Linked DNA regions of Mus musculus: all the other regions are linked to region 3. A link is a contact called in public Hi-C and promoter capture Hi-C data. All regions are on one chromosome and are shown on one strand. Each heading gives the region's core, a stretch centred on a gene start, on an enhancer-like site or on the middle of the called end of the contact. The rest is flanking DNA. Distances are from core to core; before and after follow the strand shown. Region 1 holds the start of Hpse (heparanase). Region 2 holds the start of Helq (helicase, POLQ-like). Region 3 holds the start of Plac8 (placenta-specific 8).

Evidence for each region. Hi-C and Micro-C count contacts between places; a contact is called where the count stands out from the background. Capture Hi-C pulls out chosen DNA fragments and counts their contacts.
Region 1: a promoter capture Hi-C map of liver shows a contact between it and region 3. The contact joins the promoter of Hpse here to the promoter of Plac8 in region 3. A contact is called at or near these places in 4 of 39 promoter capture datasets (the C10 cell line, the HPC-7 cell line, hematopoietic stem and progenitor cells and 1 more), 2 of 484 Hi-C or Micro-C datasets (centroblasts and embryonic fibroblasts), 5 of 115 datasets of contacts at active chromatin or transcription factors (bone marrow-derived macrophages, effector CD8 T cells, embryonic stem cells and 2 more) and 3 of 9 other capture datasets (adipose tissue, liver and pancreatic islet).
Region 2: a contact with region 3 is called in a Hi-C map of embryonic fibroblasts, with 2.8 times the contacts expected there. The contact joins the promoter of Helq here to the promoter of Plac8 in region 3. A contact is called at or near these places in 6 of 39 promoter capture datasets (the C10 cell line, the HPC-7 cell line, HPC-7-derived erythroid cells and 2 more), 13 of 484 Hi-C or Micro-C datasets (the AML12 cell line, B cells, the BV-2 cell line and 9 more), 3 of 115 datasets of contacts at active chromatin or transcription factors (the 230-238 cell line, extraembryonic endoderm stem cells and pro-B cells) and 3 of 9 other capture datasets (adipose tissue, liver and pancreatic islet).

What each region holds. Positions count from the first base shown.
Region 1 is chr5:100,718,151-100,720,979 of GRCm38.p6, reverse strand. It overlaps Hpse (heparanase), which reads left to right and starts at 1,264. Exons shown (of 12, transcript NM_152803.5): 1 at 1,264-1,588. The coding sequence starts at 1,386.
Region 2 is chr5:100,797,232-100,799,931 of GRCm38.p6, reverse strand. It overlaps Helq (helicase, POLQ-like), which reads left to right and starts at 1,332. Exons shown (of 18, transcript NM_001081107.1): 1 at 1,332-1,638. The coding sequence starts at 1,459. It overlaps Mrps18c (mitochondrial ribosomal protein S18C), which reads right to left and starts at 1,173. Exons shown (of 6, transcript NM_026826.1): 1 at 1,072-1,173; 2 at 319-380. The coding sequence starts at 1,162.
Region 3 is chr5:100,570,646-100,573,464 of GRCm38.p6, reverse strand. Plac8 (placenta-specific 8) reads left to right here and starts at 1,260. Exons shown (of 5, transcript NM_139198.3): 1 at 1,260-1,320.

The DNA.
Region 1 (2,829 bases), core at 15-2,514, 150 kb before region 3:
ATCTAAACGGAAAAATGTAAGTGTCATTGGCTTACTCAGTAAATATGAATGGATTACCTACTAAAGACCAAGCACAGTACCACGTATGAGCATGCCATGGGTATCCCACAGGCCCCATCTCTGCCATGGGTATCCCACAGGCCCCATCTCTGCTTCGGAGGACTTTTTAAGCCCAGAGATAAGGTGAGCAAGCAATGAGCAACATCACAAGTGTAGACAGTTCTAACATGGAGGATACTGGGAGGATGCTTGCTGTGTGTGCTATGTGAAATGTGTGGTGAGACCTCACACTGGGGAGCCTCAGCTGCCTGGAAGCTCAGGAAAGCTTCCTCAAGGGGACTGCAAAGCAGCAGAGACAGGCTGCCATCTGCTTGGCCTTGTACACCTGAGTTCAGCTAGCGCTGATGCTTGGGCAGATTGGTGTGTGTGAGTGTGTGTGTGTGTGTGTGTGTGTGTGTGTGTAGCATGGTTCAAGCTTCTTTCATGGTAACACACACACACACACACACACACACACACACACAAGCTTCAGCACTTGTTTGCTATCATTATATACCAGTGTAAAATGTCAAGGGAAAACAAAAGTTGCAGCAACCGCAAAAGATGGGTTTGGGGGAGGGGTTGCTCAGGATTCCAAGGGTAGTTGCTTGGGGGCTTCTTGCTGGGTTTTAGCGGTTGGCCAAGCCTCAGAGCAACTCTTAGGCAGGCTCTCCCAAATACTGTTTTCATAATACTGCTTTAAAAACAGGGTCCCCACCACCATCACCACCACCCCCGTGCAAGGACCGATTTCTAGTTGCATTTTAGCCAATGCTCGGATCAGGTTTTTCAAGCGACAAAGAGATACCTGAGATCCTGGGCAGAGGACATCCTAGCTCGGTCAGATTTGGGCAGGCTCAAGTGACCAGTGTCTTAAGGCAGAAGGGAGTCGGGGTAGGGTCTGGCTGAACCCTCAACCGGGGCTTTTAACTCAGGGTCTAGTCCTGGCGCCAAATGGATGGGACCTAGAAAAGGTGACAGAGTGCGCAGGACACCAGGAAGCTGGTCCCACCCCTGCGCGGCTCCCGGGCGCTCCCTCCCCAGGCCTCCGAGGATCTTGGATTCTGGCCACCTCCGCACCCTTTGGATGGGTGTGGATGATTTCAAAAGTGGACGTGACCGCGGCGGAGGGGAAAGCCAGCACGGAAATGAAAGAGAGCGAGGAGGGGAGGGCGGGGAGGGGAGGGCGCTAGGGAGGGACTCCCGGGAGGGGTGGGAGGGATGGAGCGCTGTGGGAGGGTACTGAGTCCTGGCGCCAGAGGCGAAGCAGGACCGGTTGCAGGGGGCTTGAGCCAGCGCGCCGGCTGCCCCAGCTCTCCCGGCAGCGGGCGGTCCAGCCAGGTGGGATGCTGAGGCTGCTGCTGCTGTGGCTCTGGGGGCCGCTCGGTGCCCTGGCCCAGGGCGCCCCCGCGGGGACCGCGCCGACCGACGACGTGGTAGACTTGGAGTTTTACACCAAGCGGCCGCTCCGAAGCGTGAGTCCCTCGTTCCTGTCCATCACCATCGACGCCAGCCTGGCCACCGACCCGCGCTTCCTCACCTTCCTGGGGTAAGTGCAGCCCCTAGGTTCTGTCCCTTCGTCTGTCCTCGGCTCCCCCTCGCCTGTCCAATCACACTCGCGAGGGCCAGCCACTCTCTTCGCTCAAACAACTTTGTGTTTGCTCTCTGGAGCCTCCCTCCTGTGTGCACTCACCCCTCAAAAGACTTTTCCTGATTCATTTACTCAGCGCTTGTTGCCTGGGCACCAGCCAGGTCCAGGTATGAAGTGGAAATTTGGAGGAAAACAAAAACAAAACAAACGAAGCTGTCATAAACCTTAGCACTTTGTCTGGAGCCTTTGAATTTTGCTTCAGTGTAAGACCAGTAAGCTGGTGTCCCTTAAACTCTGTTAGGAAGTTTTGATTTAAAAGAGGAAGAAAGAAAAGATAGGAAAAGCCTCTATGGAGAAGAACCATTATTCATCTTGCTGCCTTTTAAGCATTTAAACATTACTGGGCTGGGTGTGATACAGTTAATGGACTGTGTACCTCGCATGCAAGAAGACCTGCATCCATCCCCAGAGCTGTGTAATCCCTGGCATGGGCACACACTTGCAGACTGGCACTTGGGAAGTAGGTGTAGGAGGATCAGGAGTTAACGGCGATCTTTAGCAACGTAGCAAGTTTGAGGGTAGACTGGACTGAATAGGAGTGGAGGGAGGAGAGAGAGAGATGGAGAAAGGAGCCGGAGACTGACTGACTGACTGACTGGGAAAATGATAGAGGTCAGTGGGACAGACAGGAGAGAATATGACCAAAAATACACTTTATACACATTTGAAGATGTCGTGACGAAACCCCATTATTATGTATAATTAATATATGCTAATAAAAACACCATAGAGGCACGATTCTCCAAGATGAGGGTGCAGAGCGGAGGCTGCCTCATCAACTGCAGGAACCACATCTCTGGCCCCTGTTCCGTGAGTGCAGACTGTCCCCAAGATGAAAGGCTCAGGCACAGTCATAGGCCTTCTAAACTTGGGAGCCTCCAGAGATGACCACGTCCTTTGTTGTTTTTGACATTGTGTAACCACTATTGAAGGCTGACCTTGAACTTTTGATCTCCCTGCCTCTTGAGGGCCACCACACTCAGCTGACTACATCTTCACCAGCCCATTCTGTCACCATTGTCAAAGGCCTAGACTTCGATCGCATGTCCAAGCCCACACTATCTGGCATCACTGCAGATCTCACACAGATTCATCCCCATGGCTAAGGGTCTGGTAGTCCAACTACCCTGTTTTCTCCA
Region 2 (2,700 bases), core at 83-2,582, 230 kb before region 3:
ATAGTCAATAAAAGATAACCATTATTTTGTCCTATAATTGAATTCCAAATATTAAAAATTAGGCTGAATTTGGAAATGAATTAGTAATATGGGGGGAGGGGGACCTGGGGCTGGATAGGTGTCAGTGGTTAAAAGTACTCCCTAATGTTACTAAGTACAGGGTTTGAATCCCAGCACCCACACCCAGTGGCTCACGACCACCTCGTTCCAGCTCCAGGAGAATCCAATGCCCTCTTCTGGCTTCCACAACTCCCCTCCCCCACATACATACAAATAATAAAATAATGTCTTCTTTAAAAAAAGAAAACGAAATCTTACCAGGTCCTCATTGCTGGTTACCTGTTCAAACTGTGAAAAACATCGTCTCCAAATCACAGAAACTAAAGAGAAAATGGCGACAACACAATTGTTTTCATTCGCTGCATATCTAACCAAGATTTACGTTTTTAAAGATGCTAGATAATCAAAGGGCACAATATCAAACATTCTTTTCAATGATTAGTTAGCAACCTGTTAGATTTGGGACATAATAGGACTCAAAATGAGCGGTTCCAAAGGCTTTGGATAAAGGACATATATACTTCCTCTCCTATAAATTCTTTCTCATTTCTACAGTTACGGATTGAAATTCAAATATGTACAGAAACAACAGAATGGTACTGTCATTCCAAAGGAGAAATAAAAAGATTCAAGACATTGACAAAGAAGCATAAAACAAACAAACAAAAAAAGAGTTGACTACACCTTGGAGACAGGAGCCTAGATAGCATAACTGTTTCCTGAGAGGCTTCGTCCAAGCAGCGGATGGAAACAGATGCAAGAGAACCACAGCCAACAAGTGTCCAGAAAGTCTTATTGAGGAGTCGGGGCGATAGGTTTTTGTAAAGTGAATAAGTAACGGGGTAAAGTGGTTGACTACACCTCAAAGTCCTCTTCAGCTCTAGGAAACTAGTCTACGATGACTCGAGCCTCCCACTTATCTCAAACCTAGTTCTATTGAAATAGTCATTTTGCTAACGGCGAGGACCCCACCGACAATCAGCGGCTATAATGCTATGCCGGACGTTTTACCTGCTTGAGTTCCGCGATCCGTGAAGCAGCCAGCCGCGGTTGTCAAATTCTTCCTCCCTATACCACTGCACAGAGCAACCAGAGCGGCCATGGTTCTCCGCCCTTCCTCTTCCTTTCTATTTCCCTAAGCGCCCCGACAGGTCCTTTCTGGTGCTCTTCCCCTGTCTGCCCGGGATTCGACGCAAAGGTTCCGGCGCGAACGCGGCCCGGGTTTCAATGCACTGCACCTTTATCTTCCCGCGCTTCCCGGGCCGGAAGTCACGTGACCCGGGGCTGCGCTGCTGAGGGATGGAAAGCTGATGCTGGGTCACCTGCTGTCTCCAGAACGGCGCCACCGGCTCCGGGCTGCACCCAGGGCGGCTGTCGCAGGGACTCTGGGCCGTTGTCATGGAGGACGGCTGTCCCCGCATCCGCCGGCGGGTGTCTGTCCGCAAAAGGAACCGCGGCAACCTGGAGAACCTCCGTGCCTCCCCGACCCCGGCCGAGCTCCAGCCTGCCGAGGACACGGAGGACGAAGCTGCAGCCGGGAGCCGCCGCCGGAAAACCGGGAGCCCGGAGCACGCCCAGGTACAGCCCTGCTGAGTCCCCGCATCCCCGTTGACTCGCCCGGTCCTGTCATCCCAGGGGCTGCGGTGGCAACCGCGTGTCCCGCCCCGGGCACGGCTGCGCGGGAGGTGAAACCGCCTTCTTCCCAGGTGCACATCATGAGTAGCCTTAGCTCGCTCTCTCACCTTTGTTATCCTTTTATCTCCATCACTTGGGAGACACTGCTTAAACCCCCGACTTCTAGGTAGATGTCAAACCTACATGCTCCTTCCATCCCCTGTCATAAAAAGTATTCACGGGGCAATTAACTGGCTTGACAGAGAGAAAGCTAGCCTTCCAAATGGCTCGGCTCTACTTTACTGATAAAACATTTTTATTGATGACCCATTAATTGCTAGTTACGTTATTAAACTAGCCATATTATGTAGACTTTTACAACGGTAAGTGAGTCCAGGGAAGTTGAGAGACTAAAGTTGTGACTCAATAAATAATTATCACCTCCCAGTTTACATCTCTGTTCTGTAAGCCACCATACATGAGTGTGCACATGACTGTCTCAATTCCAAGTTCAGAACAGAATTTCATTGTAGTGTCTAGTGGAACATTGTAGTGTCTAATGGCACAATCATGATTTTGTAGCAGACCAGCTTCTACGTTAGTGCCTGGGCCGGAATTACCACAGTTATCAGAAGCATCTATTGAATCTTGGAGAGAGTTACTGTTCTTTCATTCTTAAGTGCTTTAGCATAGGTTTAAGAATTAAAATGCCAAAGACTGGGCGGTTAGGTTCAGCAGCGGAGCCTGGGGCAGGCCCTGGGCTCACATGGCAGCACCAGAATAAATAATTTAGAATTCCAGTATCACCCCTTGGGGGATGTATCTGAGTTGACAGAATGTTTGCTTAGAATGCCCAACACCCTGGGTTTGATCCCAACACCTCCTAAAACCAGGCATGGTGAGGCATTCAGGAAACAGGCAGGAGGATCAGGAGTGTGTAGCCTCAGTAAGGTGAGATCCTGTTCTGACTTTTAAAAAAATGTTTCTTAGCATCCTGATATCCCATAATAAGCCAGCAGTACTGTT
Region 3 (2,819 bases), core at 11-2,510:
CCCAGCACCCACATGGTGGTTAATAGCCATCTGTAACTTCAGTGTTACAGAGGTTCAGTTGGGGGATCCAACACCTTCTTCTGGCCTCTGTGGGCATCAGGCACACATGTACATACACGGTGCACAGGCACGCACACAAGCAAAACACACCTACACACATAAAACTAAATTTAATTTTTTTTTTAAAGAGTGGGAGAAAAAAATACTGACAATCTCAGTTTGACCCCTGGAATCTACAAAATGCATACATACATACATACATACATACATACATACATACATACATACTGATACAGAGGCTCATAACTGTAATCCCAGAACTCCTACGAGAGACTGGGTGGGGGGTGGAGGCAGGAGAATTGCTTGGAAGCTCACAGCTGTGCAGCACAGTGGGAACAAGAGACAAGGCAGCTTCAACAGGAGGAGAGAAGAGACTTCCCAAAGCTGTCCTCCTGTCCCCTGACCTCCACATGCCTGCTGTGATCCTCAGATGCTGACATGTATGTTCAGACACACACCACAGAGAGATGGGGTGGGAGAAGGTGATGGTGATGACAACTACGACAGATAAAAAATAAAATAATAAAAATCACGCCTAACATAAAGCATAACATAACATAACTAACATAAAGTGTTCAGTCTGTTACAGAAACCAAAGCAATATAGCAATATTGGGGGACAGAGGTAGGTCAATAATAGAGCTCTCACCTAAAATGCACTGGCCCTGGGTTCAGTCCCTAATGCCTCAGGGAGGAAAAGAAAGGGGGGGGGGGAGGAAGAAAAGACGGAGGAGAAAGATCTGATCAGAAGCCCGGCATGGTGGTGCATGTCTTTAATCCCAGCCACAGGAGGCAGAGGCAGATGGGTCTCTGAGAGTTTGAGACCATCCTACAAACTGAGCTCTGGGATAGCCAGAACTCTAGAGAGACACACTCAAGGACAGTCTGAGCGGGCCTGGAACTCCAGGTCCCCAAGTGCCTTCTGGTTTCTTAGGTTAAAAGAGGAAAATAAGGTGTGAGACTCGGAGAGCTTTGTCAGGCAGGTAGCTAATCAGGGGAACCACACCCTCTCCTTTCCACCGAGACCTTAGAGGTTAGCCCTTGGAATTGTAAGGAGGAAAACCCTATTTGGTAAGAGATGGCTTTTGGTGCCTGGATTACCACAGCCAATCAGAGCACAGGACATTGCTCTTTGTACTCCAGCCCACCCCTACCCCACCCTCCACGGGGTTGATACCTCCTCCTTTCCTCGGAGTCTCTCTATTTGTAGTAAGACTCAACCCCAGACCACAGGACCGGTTCTGCCCAACCCTTTTGAACTGTAAGTATTTGTTAGGAAGTCTTTAAATCTAGGGGTCTTTCCTTTCAAAGTTTTATCTTATTCCTAACGTCGTTTGAGATTACGCTGAAAGATCATTGTTTTCTTCACTAATTGCTTTAACTTTAGTAATTTTTAGTGGAACTCAGCAATTAGGGGTCAGGCTTGCTAAACGTCATGCTTTGAGCATCTCAGTTGGGATCCTCTGGGCTCTGGGGCACCGTTCTCATGCCCACTGCTTGCTTTCGGGGAGGGCATGTTGTGTGCTGGATTTCCTAACTAGATCTTCTCTCTCTCTCTCTCTCTCTCTCTCTCTCTCTCTCTCTCTCTCTCTAAGTGATCTAGTTTCTTTATACATAATATATATATATATATATATATATATATATATATATTTGTTTAAACTACCTGGAGATTTTTATAGGTTTAGTCAGTGGGATTTCTGTAGATTTATTAGTTTGTAAAGTTTGGGAATCCTTAGGAGTTCTCACTATGAAAGCAAAACTCCAACTGCTCTGGGGGTTTGATCAGTACTCACTAACGCTCCTAGAGAAACACTCACATCTCACGTTGGGCAGCTCACGAGACTGAAGAACACTGAATCTTCATATCAGTGTATAATAGAAGGACTTCAGGCATATGTTGCTTAGAACCTGGCTTTATCGATATTAACAAGATTTATTAATATAACTAGTGCCATGTAACATAATTTTATTAAGCTGGTGTAGTCTCCTTCTAGAGAGTGGTGTGTTCTGAGGCAGAAATATAGGCACAAGAATGAGTCTAAGACTAATAGATAAAATTAAGATATTCAACTGTGAGCCAAATCCTACAAGATTTCCTGGTAGGGGCCAGTCCTTGCCAAGGAATCTCAGAAGGAAGGTATTTATCATGTTGCCTTTCTAAGCCCGTCGACTTAGAGTCCTGTTTCTGTCTCCTCCTCGCCTCTATTTTTTTTTTCTTTTTTCTTTTTTCTTGAGTGGTCCTCACCAGTTTCTATTACTTTCCTATTGCGCGTTTAAGGATGCATGCGGCAGAGCTCTGCCCCCACCGTCAGGAAACTACAGATTTCTCCTTGGCCCAAAACAACTCTATCGCAAGACTTTTTATGCACACAGCTGGGTCAATTCATGTTTTCTAATGGACTTGGAGTTATTTGTAACAGACAAAGCAAAGAGCCAGAGGTTGCAAGGTCTGCAAGTCACTGGGTGGGCGTCTCCACCATCAAGGGGTCCGTCCTGCATCACCAGCAGATAAGAACCATGAGCTGAGTTTGCACGTGCTCTGCAGACGTGGGAGGCTCAGGCAGGGGTTGGGGGGGGGGGGGGTGGAATCTGTCAGCCTGGGGAAAGGAGCACTAGTCACCAAAGCAGCCACATTCCTTTGTGCAGCACACAGGGGCTGCAGCGCAGAAAACTGACGATTACAATCTCCCAGACCCTAGGCTAATTACAGCTTTCCAGAATAGTGACCAGGAATCTGCTTTGCCGGCAAGCTTTCCA